Regions from separate parts of the Mus musculus genome. Here regions 1 and 3 are each linked to region 2. Evidence: chromatin contacts called from public Hi-C and HiChIP or PLAC-seq data. All regions are on one chromosome and are shown on one strand. Each heading gives the region's core, a stretch centred on a gene start, on an enhancer-like site or on the middle of the called end of the contact. The rest is flanking DNA. Distances are from core to core; before and after follow the strand shown.

The links. A called contact is a pair of places that touch in the nucleus more often than the background predicts. HiChIP or PLAC-seq counts read pairs in DNA pulled down with a chosen protein or histone mark.
Region 1: a contact with region 2 is called in a Hi-C map of Th1 cells, with 5 times the contacts expected there. The contact joins two enhancer-like sites. A contact is called at or near these places in 1 of 484 Hi-C or Micro-C datasets (Th1 cells) and 1 of 115 datasets of contacts at active chromatin or transcription factors (memory CD8 T cells).
Region 3: a contact with region 2 is called in a FOXA1 HiChIP or PLAC-seq map of pancreatic cancer cells. The contact joins two enhancer-like sites. A contact is called at or near these places in 2 of 39 promoter capture datasets (pre-B cells and stem cell-derived epiblast-like cells) and 1 of 115 datasets of contacts at active chromatin or transcription factors (pancreatic cancer cells).

The regions. Positions count from the first base shown.
Region 1 is chr15:60,131,561-60,134,392 of GRCm38.p6, forward strand. No RefSeq gene overlaps it. Among named protein-coding and RNA genes, the nearest start is that of Gm41331, 8.8 kb to the right of the region's middle. Within about 2 kb of position 1,356, at least 27 of the 459 cell types and tissues checked have an H3K27ac peak or open chromatin away from gene starts, as enhancers often do. A contact at or near this core is called in Th1 cells and memory CD8 T cells, where this site is marked.
Region 2 is chr15:59,597,791-59,600,490 of GRCm38.p6, forward strand. All of the region lies in intron 6 of Nsmce2 (NSE2/MMS21 homolog, SMC5-SMC6 complex SUMO ligase), which reads left to right. Among named protein-coding and RNA genes, the nearest start is that of Gm36677, 19 kb to the right of the region's middle. Within about 2 kb of position 1,256, at least 165 of the 459 cell types and tissues checked have an H3K27ac peak or open chromatin away from gene starts, as enhancers often do. A contact at or near this core is called in Th1 cells, memory CD8 T cells and pancreatic cancer cells, where this site is marked.
Region 3 is chr15:58,874,525-58,877,309 of GRCm38.p6, forward strand. Trmt12 (tRNA methyltranferase 12) reads left to right here. Exons shown (of 1, transcript NM_026642.2): 1 at 1-2,257. Among named protein-coding and RNA genes, the nearest start is that of Trmt12, 3.3 kb to the left of the region's middle. Within about 2 kb of position 1,512, at least 51 of the 459 cell types and tissues checked have an H3K27ac peak or open chromatin away from gene starts, as enhancers often do. A contact at or near this core is called in pancreatic cancer cells, where this site is marked.

The sequences.
Region 1 (2,832 bases), core at 106-2,605, 530 kb after region 2:
TTCTCATTTCTGAATTTTATTTATTGGCATGCGTCTTGGCCATGCCAAGTCAAAATGTATAATGTTTACCAATTGTTCCCTAAATACCATTATGGTTTCTACAGTTTCTGAAAAAGTTATTTATTTTAGTGTTCGTGGTTTTGCATATCCATCTCCCCTCTTTTGATGTCTTTAAATTTTTTCTTAATTGCTACATGTTTCAGGTATGGGTAGGAATATTGCAAAGTTATTCCCTTAGTCATAGTAATGGTGGAGATTTATACATTCTTGTGGGTTAATTGACCATTCAATATTAATATAATGTATTTTAAGGGCATTTTGTTTTATGTCATAAAGCATATCTCTAGATCTTTTTGGAGTAGACTAAACCTTTTAATTGAAGCCACCAAGATGCCCACAATAAATGTGATAATGGACACATTTTTCATTGTCTCTTAATTCTATATATTTATTGTACTTATCTTCATTCATGTACCGTGTGTGTGTATGCGTGTGTGTGTGTGTGTGTTGTGTGTGCGTGCGCGGTGTATAATGGGCACTTTAAAACTTTCCCTTTTAAATGGACTTGAAAAAAACTGTAGCTCATCTAAGTTTTCTTATGCTTTAAAATAGTGATAGGTTTTTTAGGACTCTTTCTATTTTCTAAAAAGAGTGTTTTTATTTTAACCATCAAACCATCTATTGTGAGAAACAGGGATCTAGGCTGCTTCCTGGCCTCAGTTTATGCTAGTGGATATCTGCGAGCATGGGTTTGTCTACAAGTACAAGTATCCTCAATTTCTTCCTGTTGGAATATACTGGTGGGTTAATTAGTGTAAAAGGCATGTAGGGACCACTCCAATTCTGTCTTCCAGATGTCTTACTCAGTATTTCTAGGATGAACGATGATGCATTAGTAAATTCACTTCTGTTCCAAGAACGCTTCCTGTACACGTGCAGTGTGTAGCACCAAACTTCACTGTAACACTCATGCTTTAACACTAACACCACGTTAGTACATCTTAAAGTCTCCAACTTGTGTAGACACGAAGGACATCTTGGAGAAAGAACTACTCAAGAGTCTACTGAACTCTATTCTGATCTGTTAATATCAAATGAGTAGAAAATTGAGGTGGCTCTGGCATCTGGGATTGTGTGGGTTAGGGGTCCTGCAGATCTGAGCTAGCTTAAGAGACAGTGGAAACAGGGTCTTGGTATGGGGGCCAAGGCAGATGCTTTGCAAGATTGACCACTTTTCTGAAGAAAATTGAAGGGTATGATCAAATATGGAAAAATTTCCTTTCAGAACGTGTGAAGTACACAGCTCTGAGGAGGTACTTTTTGTGGTTTGGAGATAAGCTGTAAACATGGGAGGGGTGCTTGAAGCTTTCAGCTTGTCTTTCTTTTTCGCAGAAATGTTTTTAGCCCTTTATGCCATTGTACTCTGTGGAAAAAAAAATCCACCAGAAGCCAGCCTTTCTCTGCACAGCTATAGGAAAAAGATGCCCAGATGAGGCTGGGCCATTTGATTGACCGACACTACTTAATTCCCTAAAGCCTGAGAGGGGACCCTGCAGGTTTTGTCACCTCAAAGGCAACTTCAGAGCAGAGTAAAAGAAAGGGGATCTTGCAATCTCTGTAAATGAGTAGATACAACCCAAAGAATGTACGGAGAAACAGTGTGCAGATGTGAGAAAATAATTTCTGAATTATTGGTGCAAAAGGGTCCTGACTGTCCATGACTGCAGAATTTTTACTACTCTAGCTAGGTACTACTAGGAAGGAGGGTAGTTTAATTACTTTTTAAAATCAGATTTCCTGCCTCTTTTTGCTCTCTCAATCTCTCTCTCTCTCTTTGGTTTTTCAAGACAGAGTTTCTCTGTATAGCTGTGGCTGTCCTGGAACTCACTTTAGACCAGCCTGGCCTCGAACTCAGAAATCTGCCTGCCTCTGCCTCCCAAGTGCTGGAATTAAAGTGTGCCACCACTGCCCAGCTTCCTTTACTCTCTTAAAATAACAGATACCCATAATTATTCTACTAAAGATAAATGACAGTCTACTTAAACCTGGAAGTTTATAAAGCCACAAAGAGACAAAAATTCCTAGCATTCCTAAAACTAAATGTAATTTTATCATATAGATCTCACATAATTAGCAGAAAAAAAAAATCTAATCCATCAGAGACCTATTTCTTTATAAACGATAGCAATGAATTAGTAGAAAATTGTAAAAATATATAACCTATAAATATTTTACTTATTAGACTCACTACACACATTTTTCTGCTATGAAGATTTCTGTAGAGCTACTCTATACTTTGGAACTGTAACCTCCCCCAGCCTGAAACAGGCTGGTTCAGACTCCGTTGCCACTGAGAATTAGACTATTCCTGACTAGATGGCTCTATTGTTCAGTCACTGCCACTGCTCTCCTTCAGGACTTTGCTACCTGCTGAAGAGGCCCCTGAGATATTCCGGAGACTCCACCCTATCCTGTACGTTGTCACCTGCAGCCGGTTCCAGGCACAAGTATGGATTGGCAGGAATGGGCCTCCCCACCCCCACACCTTTATAAGCACAGATTGCTATTAAACATTTGAGCCTTGATCAGGAACCTTGACTTGGCATCCATTATTTCTCTCGACTGCCTAGTTTCTGTCTTTCAGCCCCCACCTGCCACCCAGGTGTACCCAGTCCATGTGAGCCGCGGGCTGACTCACAACAGGAGCTAAACTCTTAAATCAAAACCTAAAATCTATAGATGTGCTTTAGCCTGGACAGGTATAGTATCATTCTCCTAGAGCTAGAATTCTGAAAGATTATGATATAAAACCTATTAAGCAATGCTTATTTA
Region 2 (2,700 bases), core at 6-2,505:
ACAGCTGTGGGGCCCTTATGGCAAACAGTCATCATGTGTACCTCACTGTTTTGTGACACATCACCCTGGACTTGGAGGCGATGGGACACAGTTACTCTCTGAGTGTAACTATGTCAGGAATCTACCCAGCTCTAATGCCAGAGGTATCTGTCTATACAGCTGCTTCCTAGAGCTTATGGGCCAAACCTTGATATTCTTAGGACCCAAATCTGCATCTCTCCATACTCAGCATTGTGTGATCCTGAGCTGAGGCTGAGGCCCCGAATCCCCGATGCCCCTGGGACCCTCTGCACCCTGAGACCTCTCCTTAGCATAGACTCGCAATAAGGAATGCTCTGCCCTGTGGCTGACCCAGGCACAGGACCAGCCTCTCCTTCCAGGTCTGTGAGTCTGAGCCCTTCCTGGGGATGAGTTGATGATGTTGAAGGTGTTGCCACACCTGACTTGCTCACCAGGATGTCCTGGGGATTATGGCCTAACGCTTGGGTAGTGTTGTTTCTCGGAGCAGGAATGCCCTGATTCAAGCCCGTGGCATCATGGCCTTTTCTTACCCTTTTTAGTTTAAAAACTTGTTCGTTTCTGTGGGGTGGGGTGGGGTGGGAAACAAGGCTGTGCCCTGGTTCCTGTCCTGCCTCTCCTCCAGGAAGTCTCTCAAAGGTTCTCGCATGCTCTTCAGTGTTGTTCTCACCATGTCTCTGGTTGAGCCGCCTTGTGTGAGGAGACAGGACTGGTTAACTGTGGTCTAGAACAGCAAGTGCTGCGTGATGAGACCTGGAGCACAATCCTTTGCCCGTGGCATTCAGTGGCCTTGATTTTCACTGTGCCAGGATGCCTGCAGACAGACAAGAACTCCACGTTCATCTGTTTGCAGGAAAAGCCTTGTGCCGTCACCTGGACAGTGTCAGCACTAGGGGAGCCGACTGCTAGGCCTTTGCCGCTCTTTTGGAGATGTCTCACTATATAGCCTAGCCTAGCCTAGAACTTTCTGTGTAGCTCAGTCTTGCCTCAGCCTCGGGTGCTGGGATTGTAGGCATATACACTTGTCTTGGCTCTTCCATTTTCCAGTTTGTATCTTTGTTGTCGGGTCACCTCGCTCCCCTCGGATACTTGATTTATATCCCTGTTCCCAGAGCCTGTCTCTGCATGACACAGACATCACCAGGCTCCATCCCATCCCATCAACATGAGTGTGGGCGCCTCCTCTGCAGCTCAGTGGTGTGGTTAATTCCGTCAGCCATTCTCAGAATGCCCTCATTTACTGACTAAAGCCACTGATGTCATCAGGAAGTCCTCCCCCCTCACTCTCCACTTCCCTCTCCACTGCTTATTCACTGTCTGGCAGAAGGAGGTAGACGCTGTTCTCAGGAGTCCACTGCACCCAAGGTCTGGTCGTCAGGGACGGGGCTCGGGGCTCGCCTCTCAGGGAGGTTCACTCCAGAAGCCCCCTGTTGTGCACGTCCATGTCTGGGAAGCCTAGGGGATGACAGTCTCCGTTTCTAAAGTCTGGAATGTGTGGATGTCTCCATCACCATCTCATACTTAGGAATTCCAAAGTACATCGGTCGAGCTGGGGTGAGCAGGTGGGGGGCTACGCAGCCAGATTCCAGGCAAAAGGAAGGAAGGAAAGGAGGAAGGGAGGGAGGAGAGAAGAAAGAGCGCTCCTATGCCTGACTGTACAGGACACATTTAGCATTTCAAAATGAATTCCTGTTCTCAAGCTTACTGTCCCTGCAAATGGGCTGCACACTGTCCAGGGACAGCCCATGTCCTGCCAACACTCCTTGACCCCAGGATCAAGGCCAGGAAACACCTCCTCTTTCCTGCCTCATCCCTGCATTGTAACTCCCAGGTCAGGTTCCCTTCCCTTGGCCTTTTACCTTTTACTCTGCGTTTCCTGTGCCTCTAGAAGAGCTGTCTCAGTTCATGGGGCTGAGCCCTGTGTGGATCAGAGCCGTGTTTATACTTAAGGCTATGTGATTAGAACCTAGCCCAGAGCTGATCACACAGAAGCACCGGGAATGCATGAGTGGTGTGTGTGTGCACAGTTCTGTGGAAGGACAGGCAGACAGACCAGATAACTTAAAACTTCCCAGGAGGTGAGTGGCCAGCCTAGGAGATGGGAAAGTGGAAGGACACCATGGAGCACTGTGAGGCCCGTTACCCTGTGGAGTGGGGACCCTGCCCCAGAAAGGTTATCTTGACCACCAATCGCGTGTTTGAGGGAATTCAGGACCTGCGTGAGCTTGACTCCAAACACTGGGCACTTAGCCCTGCCCAAACCTTGTTCACTGTAAAAAGAAATCAGGTGATTCAGTCCAAACACTCCCTCAACTGAGATGGCTAACTGAGCAAGGCCTTGAGTTCCGCCCTTTTCTGGTGAGTCACATTCTTAATTCCCTCACCTCGGGCTTCTGGCCAGAGCCCAGTGTCCCTCTCACTCTCTCCATTGAGAGGTTTCATGGCATTCAGAGGGATGGAGTTCAGGCAGGACTCCTGCCCCCATGCCTGGCCTGTGTTCCCTTCCCATCGAAGTTGTCCACTGCTTGGCTCTGCCCTCTCCTTTGTTTACTTGCCTTCCATCCGAGGGTCTGCAGGTCCTATGGCCTGGTGTGTGTTGGAGCCTGTCTCTGCCACACACTCAACCAAACTGCCTCGCCCTTCCTGTACTGATGTGGGACCCCCACTATTTCCTCCACCTTG
Region 3 (2,785 bases), core at 262-2,761, 720 kb before region 2:
AGATGTTTTGTAGTTTGCAGGTACAAAGTGACAGTGGTTTGCACTAAAGTGGTAGCCATGGGGTCTTGGAAAATAATAGGTTGGAGAAAAATCAGTGTGACCAAGTTATGAACTCCAGACTGAAGCATTAATGTGATGCTGCTTTGATACCGAGACTAAATTACATAGGAAGGGGCAGTAAGTAGAGGTAACTCAAATTCTATAGCATTTCTCAGTGGAGTGTCTGTGTGTGGGTGTGGTATTAAAGTATTAAATATTAGATCTTTTTTATTTTATGTTAAAAAGAGTTAAGGCATAACTCATGCCTGTAATCTCAGTACTTGGAAGGCTGAAGACAAGATGATTGCTATAAGTTCAAGGGCAACCTTGGTCAAGGTATAGAGTAAGACCTTGTCTTAAAACCAAGGATCACTTCTCTGAACTGTAATCTAAAGTTCTAGCCTTGGGCAGTATAATAGCTGTACAAAAATCCTAAGATTTTTATAGACTTCTTTTCCTGGTCAAGAAACTATAGGAAGCGCTTGCCTTTTGTCAGATGCTGTGAACAGGCAGTTGGTGTCAGGTGTAGCTGGTGGAATTCATTTCACTAAGAGTTGTTCGATCCTGAGTCCCACGTAGCCCAGTTACATAACAAGACAGGAAGGGAAATAAAGACAGCTGGGAAGGCAAAGCTCTGGTTTCCCACAGTATGACTTGTACCTATAGTGGTCAGGTAAGCTAGTGTTGGCACAGAGATGTAGCAGGCATTCTAAGGATGCTGTTGAGTTTTCACCCTGGAGATGTAGCATCCAGGTATGCTAAAACAGGATTACAGGACTTCCTTTATTGAGGAAATCCTTGAACAGTGTTACTAGCCCTGAAAAGTATTTCTTTTTCATTAAAAAAATAAAACACACACACATATACATACAAGATGAAATGTCTAGAAGCAACAGTAGCAGCTGTTGCTACTGTGGGTAGGAAACACAGTTTTCCAACCATCTGATTATAGAGTCACAAGGCTTTCTACTTTCCACTGCTTTTGCCACTAGGATAGCTAATCGCTGAGGATCACATAGAGCTCTGTTTTGACGAACTTTGAAGCCCAGTGAGCTGGTTTGCTTGATGAAGGAGACAGACAACAGGATGTCTTCTTCCTTGTCTTGCTATAAAACCCCGCCTTACATGCGTTGTGCATGCCTGCTGCTCTCTTTCTTGCAACAGTAGCTATAAGGGCTGTGCCGGTGCCTTTCTCATTAAGCACAAATATTCAGTGCCTGCTACATGTGATAGGTACAGAAAATAAAGGTCCATTAGGTTAAAAAGTCCTCTCCCCAGGGAGCTCACAGCTTAGCAGCAGAGAGTACAGAGGTCCTCAATGCTGGAGCAGAGTAGCTGCCACACAATAACTTGCTGGACAGATGCAAAAAGGGGAAGAAAGTTCTGACAAATAAATAGGAAGTCTATGAGGAACTAGAACTGGTACTTGAATTGGTTGAGTGAGATTTTGCTAGGTGGGGAGGAAGCAGAACTAGGCCCCAAAGTTTCAGTGCTCTGGAAGTGAGCCATTGTGATTTGCTTGTAACAGGACATGATGATATGTGTGTTGGCAATGAGACTGTTGTGAGCAGGGTCTTCTACACAGTAAACTCCCAAGGAAATGCTATCCTATGGCCCCACTGCAGAGCCCTGCTTGTAACACTCCTTTCTCAGAGAGTCTTTCCTGTGTTTGCCTAAATTGTCATACTTCCTCTTCACTGACTAGGTTTCTTTGCACTCGTGCGCCAACAGCTTGCCATATCAGAACTAAAATGCTAAAGGTGCCAACTTAGGGCTTGAGTCCAAGGGAGATGAGTCAGAGCACCACTTGGGGACTGAGGAATTGCCTTTTGTCATATGCTGTGACCAGGCAGTTGGTGTCAGGCGGAGCTGGTGGGATTCATTTCACTAAACATTGTTTAATCCTTGAGTCCCAGGTGGCCTGGGTTATATAACAAGACAGGAAGGGAAATAAAGACAGCTGGGAAGGCAAAACACTGGTTTCTCATTACCCGAGGACTAAATGATCAAAGGTGAGCTAGAAACCCCTGATTGGGATTAAAGTTTTCTACAACAGTCAGGTAAGCTAGTGTTGGCACGGAGCAGACATTCCAAGGAGGCTGTTGAGTTCTTACCCTGGAGATGTAGCATCCAGGTATGCTAAGATGGGATACAGGACTTGTATTAAGGAAATCCTTGATCAGCAACATGAACCCTGAAAAGTCTAATCTTTGCCATTAAAAAAAAAAAAATCTGCAACTCCCCAACCCCTGGCCCCGGCTACCCAACTTGTTTATGCCACAGTTGGAATTTTTTTCTTATAGGCAGAAAATGTTTCTTGTATTCTAAATAGTGAACTAAGTATCCGTATGATATATTTGACAGACAGTAGCATACAATATAGGAAACAATAAATAAGCAACCACACAGCAGTGTGGCAAGTACTAAGGACAGATAATAAATCAATAACAGCAGCAGGGCAATGCTCACACCTAAAATCGAGACCTATAAAATCAAGTTTTTTCATTTGCTGTTAATGCTGCCACCTACTGGAGAAGCCGTGGAAATAAAAACTCCATCACAAACTCTTATTGGAAGACCATTCATAAATAACACTAAGAGCCAGCAATGTACTGGATTCAGCAAAGAAACAGTGGACAAAGCCAAACCAAACCCAGACTCCACTGACCTCATAGTGGAAGACCAAAAGGTCACACAACACCCACATATAGCGAGTCCTGGGAGGAAAGGTTCTTGGTGCGACAGG